Linked DNA regions of Mus musculus: all the other regions are linked to region 2. A link is a contact called in public Hi-C and HiChIP or PLAC-seq data. All regions are on one chromosome and are shown on one strand. Each heading gives the region's core, a stretch centred on a gene start, on an enhancer-like site or on the middle of the called end of the contact. The rest is flanking DNA. Distances are from core to core; before and after follow the strand shown.

What was found. Hi-C and Micro-C count contacts between places; a contact is called where the count stands out from the background. HiChIP or PLAC-seq counts read pairs in DNA pulled down with a chosen protein or histone mark.
Region 1: a contact with region 2 is called in an H3K27ac HiChIP or PLAC-seq map of double positive thymocytes, with 5 times the contacts expected there. The contact joins the enhancer-like site here to the promoter of Irak4 in region 2. A contact is called at or near these places in 14 of 39 promoter capture datasets (the 3T3-L1 cell line, 3T3-L1-derived adipocytes, the C10 cell line and 8 more), 1 of 15 datasets of contacts at CTCF or cohesin (large pre-B cells), 1 of 484 Hi-C or Micro-C datasets (bone marrow-derived macrophages) and 11 of 115 datasets of contacts at active chromatin or transcription factors (the 230-238 cell line, the NIH/3T3 cell line, bone marrow-derived macrophages and 8 more).
Region 3: a contact with region 2 is called in a Hi-C map of the Ba/F3 cell line, with 4 times the contacts expected there. The contact joins the enhancer-like site here to the promoter of Irak4 in region 2. A contact is called at or near these places in 13 of 39 promoter capture datasets (the 3T3-L1 cell line, 3T3-L1-derived adipocytes, the C10 cell line and 7 more), 1 of 15 datasets of contacts at CTCF or cohesin (large pre-B cells), 1 of 484 Hi-C or Micro-C datasets (the Ba/F3 cell line), 4 of 115 datasets of contacts at active chromatin or transcription factors (astrocytes, large pre-B cells, pro-B cells and 1 more) and 1 of 9 other capture datasets (embryonic stem cells).

What each region holds. Positions count from the first base shown.
Region 1 is chr15:93,441,288-93,445,488 of GRCm38.p6, forward strand. Pphln1 (periphilin 1) reads left to right here. Exons shown (of 9, transcript NM_175363.4): 4 at 214-425. Among named protein-coding and RNA genes, the nearest start is that of Pphln1, 45 kb to the left of the region's middle. Within about 2 kb of position 2,249, at least 12 of the 459 cell types and tissues checked have an H3K27ac peak or open chromatin away from gene starts, as enhancers often do. A contact at or near this core is called in double positive thymocytes, where this site is marked.
Region 2 is chr15:94,540,925-94,545,189 of GRCm38.p6, forward strand. It overlaps Irak4 (interleukin-1 receptor-associated kinase 4), which reads left to right and starts at 2,736. Exons shown (of 12, transcript NM_029926.5): 1 at 2,736-2,902. It overlaps Pus7l (pseudouridylate synthase 7-like), which reads right to left and starts at 2,583. Exons shown (of 9, transcript NM_172437.3): 1 at 2,536-2,583; 2 at 1-50. The coding sequence starts at 38.
Region 3 is chr15:93,377,243-93,381,551 of GRCm38.p6, forward strand. No RefSeq gene overlaps it. Among named protein-coding and RNA genes, the nearest start is that of Zcrb1, 19 kb to the right of the region's middle. Within about 2 kb of position 2,164, at least 8 of the 459 cell types and tissues checked have an H3K27ac peak or open chromatin away from gene starts, as enhancers often do. A contact at or near this core is called in the Ba/F3 cell line, where this site is marked.

The DNA of each region.
Region 1 (4,201 bases), core at 999-3,498, 1.1 Mb before region 2:
GAGACTGGTTTGTTGTTGTTGTTTGTTTTTCTTCACATTTTGGAATACAGTAGCCGCACACTTAATCTCCTGGTCAAACCCCAGCTGAGAAAAGTGGTATGTGCTTAATCATAGGTTGGTAAAAGTTTCCCGTTAACTAGGGGAAACTTGCCATTTTGTGTACATTTCTGGATAGAGAATGCAATTAACTAATCTTTCTTTTATCCTTCAAAGGGACATGAGAGACGGCTTCAGAAGAAAGAGTTTCTACTCTTCACATTATTCGAGAGATCGGTCTCCCCATAAAAGGGACGCTCCCTTCTTCAGAGAATCCCCTGTCGGCCGGAAGGACTCCCCACACAGCAGATCCGGCTCCAGTGTCAGCAGCAGAAGCTATTCTCCAGAGCGAAGCAGGACTCACTCCTTCCATCAGTCTCAGCATAGAAGTATGTCTGCTTTTCTTGTTTCCTCTCTAAAGTGCATCTCCAGGGAGATGTTCCTACAAGGCATGCTTTTCTTCTGTCATTGCGAACACTCAGAGACTTGACAGAATAGTATAGTAAGTGGTGCACATAGCATTCCTCAATTCTCTGTGTGACAACTCATGTTCAATTCTTGCGGTGTGTAAAAGAGAGTCTTGTCATCAAGTCTAAGTCAGTCCACCCCCGTCCTTTCTAGCAGTCCAAACAAGAACTTATCGTTCTTGTTGGATTCTTGTGTTCAGGGAATATCGATATAAGTCTTCTGTTATTGGCAAAGCAGTAGAGCTTCACAGAACACATCTGTTTTGCATATAGATGTGTGAATGGTGACAGAAGAGGTAGCACTGAAGGGCTAAAAGGAAGGCTCCGTGGATAAGAGCAATTTGCGCACTAAGTTTGATCCTTAGAACCTATAGAAAAGGGAGACACAGGGGTTCTATTCCTCGTTCTCCTAGACAGATGGGAAGCTTGCCGATCATCTAGCCTACTGTACACAGTGGTGAGCATTGAGAGACATCTCACACAAGGCAGAAAGTCAGGGCCAACATTCAAGGTTGTCTTCTGAATTCCACGTGTGTGCCATGATCCTTTTGTGTCTGTGTTCCTACATGTGAATATGCACACACCCACAAGGTTGTTTGTTTGTTTTAACGTATTTAATGTGTATGGATGTGTTGTCTGCTCCTCTGTGCACCAGCTGTACTACTTGTATGTCTGTGACTGCCCGGTTCCCTAGAAGGCCAGAAGGGGGCACTGGATCCCTTAGAATTAGAGTTATAAATGCTGTGAGCCACAATGTGTTGGTGGGAATTGAATTGGAGTCCTCTAGAAGAGCAACAAGTGCTCTTAACCACTGAAATTCTGTCTAGACCCCGAAAAAAAGAATTTTTTAAAAAGTATGTTGTGGTGGTTTGAATATCCTTGGCTCAGGGAGTGGCACTATTAGGAGGTGTGACCTTGTTGGAGTAGGTGTGGCCTTATTGGAGGAAGTGTTTGCCTTTGGAACAAGATGTAGAAATCTCAGCTCCTTCAGAGTGTGTTAAAATGTACCTTATAATTGAAATCCTGATATGATTTTAAATAGTTCTATAAATACAAATATTAAGTGAAGATAACAATTTTATTATTCCTTATACCCTTATTCTTTTAATTCTTCAATCCCAATCCTATTCCAGCTAGGGGCGGAACAAGAATTTCGATGAATACAGTAGCTTTGTTACTGGGCTAAGTCTAGCCCTTATGTGCGTGTGTGGGTGCATGTATGTATGTGTGTGTGTGCGCGTGCATGCGTGGGTGCATGCATGTGCGAATGTACACATGTGTGGCAAGAGGACTTCTTGGGTGTCATCTTCAGGAATGCTTTCTGCCTTCTTTGAGATTAGGTCTCTTGTTTGCTGGAACTTTCTACTTAAGAGTAGAGCAGTGATCAGGGTCTGGGGCTCTGCCTGTCTCTGCCTCCTCAACATTAAGATTTCAAGCATGTGTAACCATGTCTGATTTTTCTGTTCAACTGAAAAAGTTCATCTATTTATTTAATTTTTCTGTGGGGGTGGGGGTATACACACATTTGGCATATGTGTAGAGGTCAGAAAACTCCTTTCATCAAGTAGATTCCTGCCTTCACTCGCTGAGCCGTCTCCCTGACTGCATGCCTGGATTTTCCACTTGGAGGCTGGGGGTCATTCAGGCTCTCGTGCTTCTGAGGTAAGCACTTCACCGCAGGTGCCATCTTTCCCCAGACATCAGTTCTTTCCTTATTGCTAGTGTGTCTTTTCCCTGCCCTTGTGTGGGTGGATGTCACCAAGTGGATTTTTCCCCAAGAGTACGGCTTGGGGAAAATCCGTGTGAGCCCCGTGTAATTGAACTCAGACTGTCACAATTGGCAAGGTTTGTAATTAACAAGCCATCGAATGATTTTTTTGCTCTTGTTTCGTTTGTTTACTTTGGGAGGGTTTTCAGGTAGCCCAAGTTGGCTTCAGACTTTGCTGAACTGGCTGGGAGCTCTGCTCTCTGCTAGCTCTGCTCTCTGCTAGCTCTGCTCTCTGCTAGCTCTGCTTTCTGCTAGCTCTGCTCTCCGAGCTCTGAGCCTGCTAGCTCTGCTCTCCGAGCTCTGAGCCTGCTAGCTCTGCTCTCTGAGCTCTTAGCTGCAGGTGTGCCGCCCCACACCCACACCCACGCCCCGAGTCCTCAGCTTGACCTCAGCACCTGGAAGTTTTCTCTCTGCTCCCTCATGGGAGCTGTGAGCACATGGGCTTTAGTTGCCCATACTTACCCTAACCATGTAGGGTTACTTTATTTCCTTATACTTTAATCATTTATAATTTGCTTAGCATTAAAAGTGACATCAGAACCACTAAGTTCACACTCCACACTCATTCTTCAGAGTCCTTGTATTTTTTAAATTAGTGTATATTAACTGTACAAAATATTTTTATTAATTTATATAATGTACTTTGATCATCTGTCTTCTGTCCCACTGTCTCCCATCTTGTGATCCCCTTGTTCTCCCCTATCTATACTATATCTATACTATACTATATCTATACTATACTATACTATATCTATACTATATCTATATCTATACTATCCCTCTGCATTTAAACACTGCAGTCACAGGTCACAGATGGGAGAAAATATGCAGTGTTTCTTCTTCTGAGTCTCCTTATCTCAGTCATTACAATCTTGTAATTATTTCACAAAATTCCTAGTCATCTCTGTGGTCCCCTTGCTTGCATCTTAATTTTAAACCTTCCATTGTTAAGAGAAACTCAGTATAGGATCTGTGTTGTGGAGTTTGTTTCTAGAATTAAAATATATCTGTCATGTCCATGCCTGTTAAGTACTGCATTCAGTACAGTAGTCTGTATTATATAACCAATAACTTCATTATCTATAATTATGCTTTCTGGTTTGGGTTTTCTACAGTATCCCTTGTTCTTGTGTGATTTGAAGAAAAGCAGTTGTTAAAGTGGATGTCTCTGGGTACATCTTACACGCGTTCTCACGACCGGCCAGGAAGAACACAACAAACCAGAATCTTCTGCGGCAAAACTTTATTGCTTACATCTTCAGGAGTAAGAATGCAAGCCCCAAGCCCCCTGCTTACATCTTTAGGAGCCAGAGCGCCAGAGCGCCAGAGCGCAGAGCAAGAGCTCTATTGTTTACATCTTTAGGAGCAAGAGAGCAAGCCCCAAGCCCCAAGCCCAAAGCGAAAGCGAAACCCCGTCCCTCTTAAGGGGAGTTATCCTTCCTAGGACGTATCACTCCCTGATTGGCTGCAGCCCATGGCCGAGTTGTAGTCACGGGGAAGGCAGAGTACATGGGGTGGAGAACTACCTTTGGCACATGCGCAGATTATTTGTTTACCACTTAGAACACAGCTGTCAGCGCCATCTTGTAACGGCGAATGTGGGGGCGGCTTCCCACAGGTACATTTATCCTTCTCTTAGCAGGTAATCCTATCTCAAAAAGAAAGTATTGTTTGGAGTATTAGATATATCCTTAGCTATTACTTGTAAGAAGTCACTAAAGACAAACTCTTGGAGGACTTAATATTTGTTTGAAGCATTTAAGTTATGTCTATAACTTTGCTTCACTTCAGTGCCAAGCACTTTATCGCTAGTATATGGACCCAGTGGAAGTGCTTCCAATGGCACCAGTTTCAGTTAGAAGTTGAATATGTCTTTAAGATGGTAATGAACTTAATAATACACCTTCCCCCCCCCCCCCCAAGCTTCATA
Region 2 (4,265 bases), core at 1,486-3,985:
GAGTTAAACCTGATGCCACCATCTGTGTCCTCTGCCATCCTTCACGGTGCCTACAAGAGAGACCGCACACTCAGCTACCAGAAACGCTTGCAGATAAGAAGAATCAAAGCGGTCTCCAAGATCCACTCAGTTCTCTCCCTCTCAAGTCTATGCTCCCTAGAAGACACTAACTTATTTTATGGTTCGACTTGCCTACAGCAAGCAGAGTTGACAGGCCAATTTTGTGACCTAAGTAGCAATTTGTATCTTGATTTCCCATTCACTCCAAGCTCCTATTATCCAGAATTAAGATGGGTCAATTTGGGGTTGGAGAAATGTTGCCTTAGCAGAGGACCACAAGTTCAGTTCCCCAGCACCCACATGGCAGCTCACAAGCATCCCTAACTCCATGTCCTGGCATCTATTGTCCCTTTCTGACCTCCACCACCCACCAGCCCCCAGGCACACCCATGGTGCTCATTGATACATATACACAAAGCACGTATGATAAAATAAATAAGCCTACTAAAAATGTTTAAACTTGTCAGGAGGCGCACACTTTTAGTGCCAGCCCTTGGGAAGCATAAGCAGGTGGATCTTTGTGAGTTCGAGGCCAGCCTGGTCTACAAAGCAAGTTCCAGGACAGCCATGGCTACACATAGAAATACTGTCTCAAAAAGAAACAAAATGCACAGCTACACAGAGAAATCCTGTGTCAAAAACCTGTCTCAAAAGCCGGGGCGTGGTGGCGCACGCCTTTAATCCCAGCACTCAGGAGGCAGAGGCAGGCAGATTTCTGAGTTCAAGGCCAGCCTGGTCTACAGAGTGAGTTCCAGGACAGCCAGGGCTACACAAAGAAACCCTGTCTCGAAAAAAACAAAACAAACAAAAACAAAAAACAACAACAAAAAAAACCGTCTCAAAAACAGACAAAATGTTTATATTTGCCAGGTGGTGTGATATACACCTTTAATTCCATCTCTCAGGAAGCAGAGTTCAAGGGCAGCCTGGTCTACAGACCAGGGGATAGCCAGAAGCCAGGGCTATACAGAGAAACCCTGTCCTGGAAAAACAAACAAACAAAAGTTAAAAAAAAAACAAAAACATAAAATGGGTCAATTTCAAGTTTATCTGAAAAATAGTATCATTAGACCTACAAAGAAGGGAGAAGAAAATAGGACTGTTGTTACAATGATTGTCATCCTCAGAACCTCAAAATCTCCTGGAGCAAACTTCAGAGACTGTGGTAGTGTTTTTATACATTGGAAATTAGATCACGAAGAAGGATAAGAAAGGAAAGTCTATAATAAATAGTTACGTGAACTTCTCTGTACACTTCAAGGTCGGATAAGTCAGTCCTGGTCCCTCATCTTGTTCTAAATTCTCTACAGGAAAGATACAAACATCTCAAGCTAATGAAAGGGAATTTCTACCAAGTCACTGGCATAGAAGAAAAGAAAGTCTCATGGTGTTTTCTTGGAGCAGCGGCCCAAGGCCAATTCTATAGGGAATGAATCACAGTCCTCACACAATCTACTCTCTCCACGACACACGGAGCCCTGAGAGAGCAGCTTCACTGCCTAGCTCTTGTATTTCCCAGACTTTACAAGTAATTGATCATCTACATCCTCAGACATTTTCACCCACCAATAATCTAATCTATAGGATTCATCTATAAGCTTTAGGAACCTGTTTTCTTTTCTTTCACACACACACAAAGAAAAAAACTGATTTAATTTCCTGTATAGCATGACTAGCTAATGTGTTCATTATTTACTGTCCATCTTCTTCAACTTAAAGTGTCAGTTCCACATGAGCCAGAATTCTGACTAGCCCATATTCAGAACAGCACCAAGGACATAGTAGGTCTGCAGTAGATACTAGTTGAACAGATACAAGTAGAACACAGTAAGAGCGTTAATGGTGACAAGAAAGAAAGAAGTGTTAACTTTTGTCTATGATAATCAGGAATGGTATATAATAAACTGCTACTTGACTTTGGAAATAGTTCAAGAGACAGAAGCGGGGTAGAAATACCACGTGCAAGTACAATCAAGACGGGCACTGGGGGGGGGGGGGGGAAGGGGGAAGCCCTGACACAGAGCAGAGGGGATAGGGAGAATACAGCTGAAGTAATGCTGACAAGGAAAGATAGTGAACACCCTGTCAAAGGTTGGCATCTGCCCCCGTGGAGTTGTTTCTAATGGCAGATGGAAATCAGCAGTCAGCTCTGACCAAGTCCACAGGGGTCCTCGGAACCCTAGGGATTGTTGGAAAAGAAAGACCATAGGACGGCTTTCCAGGCTACACGTGGGGACAGTGCAGCACGAAGGCATGGCAGTCAAGCAGCTAGTCAAGAGGCGGGCAGACAGGGCACGTGGGGGCGAGGGTGGCAAGAGCTCCTCCTCCGCTCCGCGGGGCGAGCCGAGGCTGCAGAGGGACTCCCACCCCAACCCCACCCCGCTCCCTGGGCGCCGCCACCACGCCTCCCTCCCCGGTCCAGCAGTCTTGGATCCACCGGTGACCCGGCATCCTAATAGACTCTGTGAGCTCTACCTCGCTTCCGTGAGAAAGTGGTCCGCCGAGTGACACAGTGCGCATGCCCAGAAGCCTTTCCGCCGCCTAGCCTCTTACAGGGACATTTAAAGGGACAGGCTCCGGTTGGTGTAGCTCTTCCCTGGGTGGAGCTCGGGGAGGGAAAGGCGTGGCCTTCCGGATTGGCTCCGCCCCTATACTCTCACCCTTAGCTGACCTGCCCTCCCTGTCCCACAGGGGGATATGATGCCCCGGTGACCCGCAGCATCCCGATCGCAGGCAGTCTGAAGTCGCCTGGTGGTCCTGCGTCCTCCACCCCCGAGTCCTCGCCGGACCGTGGCGGGACGCCGATCGCCTTGTCCAGGAAGCGAGGGACGTCCGAGAGGAAGTAGGTTGTATGAGGAAGGCTGATCTCAAGCCACGATCTCTCCGCTGTCCTCTGTCCCGGGCCGGGTTGGTGATCAGTCGCTTCGCTCCAGAACCAGGAAATGGGCGCACTCGGGCAGAGGAGGCTTGGGGAGCCCCGCAGCCTCTGTGCGCTGCTCTGCCGCCGGAGTGTCTCGCTTGCTCGCTATGGGGAGCATAGGAAGCTAGCTGTAGTCAGACAGTCCAACAGGTAGAGGGAGAGGTAAGCGCAAGACAGATTGGAAGCAAGAGAGGGGCAGGAAAAGCATTCCCAAGAGAGCAAGAAAGCACCATTAGCTTTCGGAATGGACACAGTGGCCCCAAAGCAGGAAATTTAAAAAAAAAAAAAAATCGATTTTTCCGTTTCTGGGAGTAATTCTTCAAGATGTATGCCAAAGAGCTCAGGGTTTTTTTTTTTAATTCTCCTATTTTCATGCTAAACATTTTTGCTTCCTACATGTTTCAAGACTGATCTGATCACTCCGGCCAAACTTGGGCCTCCCAGTCTTGTCTTTGTTGTGTTCCCTGTTCAAACAGAAACAAACAAAAAACAAACAAACAAAACAACTTAGGAGATGAATTCGCACTCTACAGTAGCACAGACTTCTGTTGACTGCACTGCAGACAACAACGGACTGAACCGCTGAGCCTGTAAGCCAGCCCCAATTGAATGCTGTCCTTTATAAGAATTGCCTTGGTCATGGTGTCTCTTCACAGCAATGGAAACCCTAACTGAGACAAGTCACCAACTGGGAACCAAGTACTCAAATGAGGGACGATGGAATCCCCTCCTGTTCAAACCACCGCAGGCAGCGTTTAACAGACTGCCAAATGCATTCTCAGCTTGCTACCTTCTTCCATCATTAGAATAAAACTCCCCTGTGTTCTTGCCTCCCTTTTCTCCCTATTCTTCCTAACGTTTTATTTTTCAGGCACCTGGATTAATATCTGTCACAGATAGGACATGTCTTGGTGAATGGATGACATTATACATTTTAGTATACCCAAAGCGTTTTAGTGGCCACTGAAGTATGTCAGTGTTTAGAAATTGTGGACATCTCTCGGCATCTCAAAGGTCTTTTGGCAGATGCATCAGGAACAAACGGGGCTGCTGTAGGGTGAGAGGCATTGGGACAGCTAGTGTAGAACATGGTTGTTTGGGTATGGGGGAAGTTCAGACTGCGTAAAAGTATAAGGAAGAAGTGACCAGGGGGAGGGGCCAGAGTGGGAAGAAACCAAAAATTCTTATATAGGAGGAAGCTTGCTGGGCTTTTTGTTTTTGTGGGGTTTTTTTGTTTTTTTTTTTTGTTTTGTTTTTTGTACTTTGTTGTTATTGTTGTTGTTTG
Region 3 (4,309 bases), core at 914-3,413, 1.2 Mb before region 2:
CACACACACAATAACAAGTTCTCAAGTAGAAGAAGGAATGAAGAGAATACAATATGGAAATTCTAAACGCAAATGAGCACAGACTGTATAATACAAGAGCAAGAGTTTCCTGTGATGCTCAAGAAAATAGCAAATGTAATCTACGATAATGTAAGTACATAAACCAATAAAGTGCTAATTAATATCAGAATTTGCTGTCATGAATATGTGCGCACATCCCAATAGAAATCCTTGTGGGTTGGTTGTTGCCTGCCTTCAAAGGCACTGGGCTGATTCTATGAGGGATATTGTTTTGCCAGGCTGAAATTAACTGAGTAATACTGGTTATATTATGAGATATGGTTTCCCACCTCCCAAAGTCTCTAGGCTCCATGGCAGAGACAGTGCAAAACAGAAGGGGCCTACATACATACAGTAATAGTACAGCCCTCAAAGCCACTCAGAGATACCCAAAAGATAAATGGCCAAGGTTCGAAAGGGCCTTACTAAACACGAGAGAGACTTGAGACTATTCAGCTTACGGTTATAAAGAGTCACCAACAGTTTCTCCAAAACCTAGACAACGAAGCCTTCCAGCTCCAGGGATCCCCATGGTTGGGCTTTCTAGTTACCAGTGAAAGGGGAGAATGGGAGACCAAACCTTTTAGGTCCAGACTCCATCCTAGACCTAAGGTTGAACTTGAGTTAACTAACAAACTGGCACCTAGCACCAGTTTCCAGGTTATTCCCCAACAAATCTGCACCTCCAAGTTACAAGCCCGCCCCTGTCACTTCACTTCCTAACAACCACCAATCAGGAGGAGAACAGAAGTTACGTTTATGGTCTGGTTCCCAGCACCAGCCAATTATGCTTAAGGCCGTAATGTTTCCCCAATCAGATGTGTGCCAGTCTAGATACCCTCTTCTTGCCTCTGTAAATGCTTACCTGAAACTGAGGGCCTCCTCCCATTCTCCTGCATCAGGGACGGTGGTGTGGCCCAAGCTCGAGCTTGAATAAAGAGACCCTAGTGCGATTGCATCGTAATTGGCTCCTTGGTGGTCTTTAGGGGGGAGGGGCTCATAAACTTTCCTGGAACAACAAGGAGAACTGACCCTTTGACTTCAATTTGCGCCCTGTGGCATGTCGCATGCACTCTCATCCACATAATATACATATTTGCACGCAAATATTTTAAAAGATTTATTTATTTATTTATTTATTTATTTATTTATTTATGTGAGTACACTGTAGCTGTACAGATGGCTGTGAGCCTTCATGTGGTCGTTGGGAATTGAATTTTTGTTTTGTTTTTGTTTTTGTTTTTCGAGACAGGGTTTCTCTGTGTAGCCCTGACTGTCTTGGAACTCACTCTGCAGACCAGGCTGGCCTTAGGAATTGAATTTTTTTAGGACCTCTGCTCGATACACTCACTCTGGTCAACTTCGCTTGCTCAGTTCCTGCTTGCTCCAGCCCAGAGATTTATTATTGTACATAAGTACACTGTAGCTGATTTCAGACACACCAGAAGAGGGCGTCAGATCCCATTACAGTTGATTGTGAGCCACCATGTGGTTGCTGGGAATTGAACTCAGGACCTCTGGAAGAGCAGCCAGTGCTCTTATCCGCTGATAATGGGATCTGATGCCCTCTTCTGGTGTGTCTGAAGACAGCTACAATGTGCTCATATACATAAAATAAATAAATAAAGATAAAAAAAAAAACAAAACCCAATGGCACAGGATCCTCCTTATGCTGTTAGTATATCAGTGGCCATCTGGTTTTGTATGATGGCATCCTTCATCATTTTAACTTCGGAATTTTAAAAAATGAGATCCTAGAGCCGGGCAGTGGTGGCACACACCTTTAATCCCAGCACCAAAAACAAACAAACAAACAAACAAACAGAAAGAAAGAAAGAAAAGAAAATGCCTTTTTTATTGTTGTTGGTTAAAGGGAACTTTTAAATTACTTAATGGTTCAAAAGTATATATAGTCTTGTCTGTGAGAGACTCCTGAGGCAACAATGCTTCTAAGGGATGAGCCCCAAAAGATGTCAGCTGTCAGCTCTCTCTCTCTCTCTCTCTCTCTCTCTCTCTCTCTCTCTCTCTCTCTCTCTCTCTCTCTCTCTCTCTCATGTATACAGCATTCTTCCTGCATGTACACATGTAGGCCAGAAGAGGGCGCCAGATCTCATTATAGATGGCTGTGTGAGCGGCCATGTGATTGCAAGGAATTGAACTCAGCACCTCTGGAAGAGCAGACAATGCTCTTAACTTCTGAGCCATCTCCCCAGCCCTAGTCTGGGTTCTCTTATCTCATGGGGACCCCAACTCAGATAACACTGGACCGTGGCTTTGATGCAGAAAAGAATTCCAGGACCAGCCAGTATGGAGCAGAGTTGAGAGTGTGTTTTGTTTTGGTTTTGGTTTTGGTTTTGGTTTTTGGTTTTTGGTTTTTGGCTTTTGGTTTTTCAAGACAGGGTTTCTCTGTATATCCCTAGCTGTCCTGGAGCTCACTTTGTAGACCAGGCTGGCCTCGTACTCAGAAATCTGCCTGCCTCTGCCTCTAGAGTGCTGGGATTAAAGGCGTGCGCCACCATGCCCATCGAGAGTGTTGTTTTTGTTTTGTTTGTTTGCTTGGGTGTTTTTGTTGTTCTTGTTGTTTGCTTGTTTTTAAAATCCAATAATATACTGAGCTCTCACTGTGTAGTCCTGGTTGACCTGGAACGCACAGTGTAGACCAGTCTGGGATTTAACTCACAGAGATTAACTCTCAAATGTGTACCTCCATTCCCCAGTTACTAAAAAGTATTTTCTATCAGCTTTAAGCATGAGAGTTAACAGTAAGAGAGGCACTCAGAAAGTAAGGTCCGTCCTAGAGTCTGACTGTATGCTTCCGGAAGAAGAATCACACAGGGATAAACTATTAAAACTATTAACACTTTAAGAGTTAATTCAAGTCCGCATTAGCAGCAACCTCCTCCCCCAAGTGTCTTATTCTGAAGAGAAATTCGCCCTCGGGGAAATTCGTCTGCTCAGGCTGCTCCCCATTCATCGGACACATGCAGTAGACAGACCCGTAAGACCAGGTGACATATTGGACACACACAGTAGACAGACCTGTAAGACCCAGTGACATAAATGACTGCTTCAGTCCCCATCGCTGGAGTCAAAGAAGTTTTCTTTCCAGATATAAATGGTTTCCTTGGAGTTGCCTTGAGTCCCAGAGCTCAGGTCCCACGTACAGAGTTAACATCTGATCATATCCATTATCTTGTGTCCGTATGAGGACTCTTGACTGTTGACTGTGGTGGTCCCATAAATAATTTAAATGCAGAATTATGCTCTCTCTATGTCTACGTATTGCTGAACACACACACACACACACACACACACACACACACACACACGTCTTAGGGTTTCTACTGCAGTGAAGAGACACCATGACGATGGCAACTCTCCTAAAGGAAGACGTTTAACTGGGTCTGGCTTACAGTTCCAGAGGTTTAGTCCATTATCATCATGGCGGGAAGTATGGTGACACACAGGCAGATATATGGTGCTGGAGAAGGAGCTGAGACTTCTACACCTTGATCTACAAGCAGCAGAAGGAGACTGTGAACCACACTGGATGTAGCTTGAGCATAGGAGACACACTTCTTCCAACAAGGCCACACCTCTTAAGAGAGCCACTCCCTATGGGTAGGTAAAGCATTCAAACACAGGAGTTTGCTGGGGGCTTGGGGGAGACTTAACGTTTCAAACCTTCTCTCACACGCAGTTTGGAACTGATATCTTGGATTACTTGGCTTTATATGCAACTCTTATCACAGTATTTCCCCCATATTTTCCTTAAGGGATGAGACAGAGGATAGGCTATGAAGCAACCTGATCAGCCTACTTGAGTTTATTTTGAAAGTTCAGTTTGGGGAGATAAGTATTTCCAGGGAAGTAGAAGAGAAGTAACTGAAGAGATTATGAGCCAGGGCAGTGCTGCAAACGTATGGAATTCCTTGGTAATACCGATCAGAGGCAGTTTTGTTTGTATTACGACAAACAATGAGTCCAAAGTGAGAAGCCAAATCTTCTAGCTCAGACTCCATTTTAGAGACCCTGACCTAAGTTTGACTGGTACCTAGCATTCGTTTCCAAGTTGCCCCCTTCCCCACAACAAAACTTGAGCCTAGCTCCAGTCTCTAGGTTCCTTCCCAACCAGACCAGTGTTTCCAGGTTATTATCCCAATAGATCTGTGCCTCCAGGTTACAGCCCGCCCCCTGCTAATGACCTCCAACGCAGAGAGGAGCACAAGTTAAGTTTATGATAGGACTC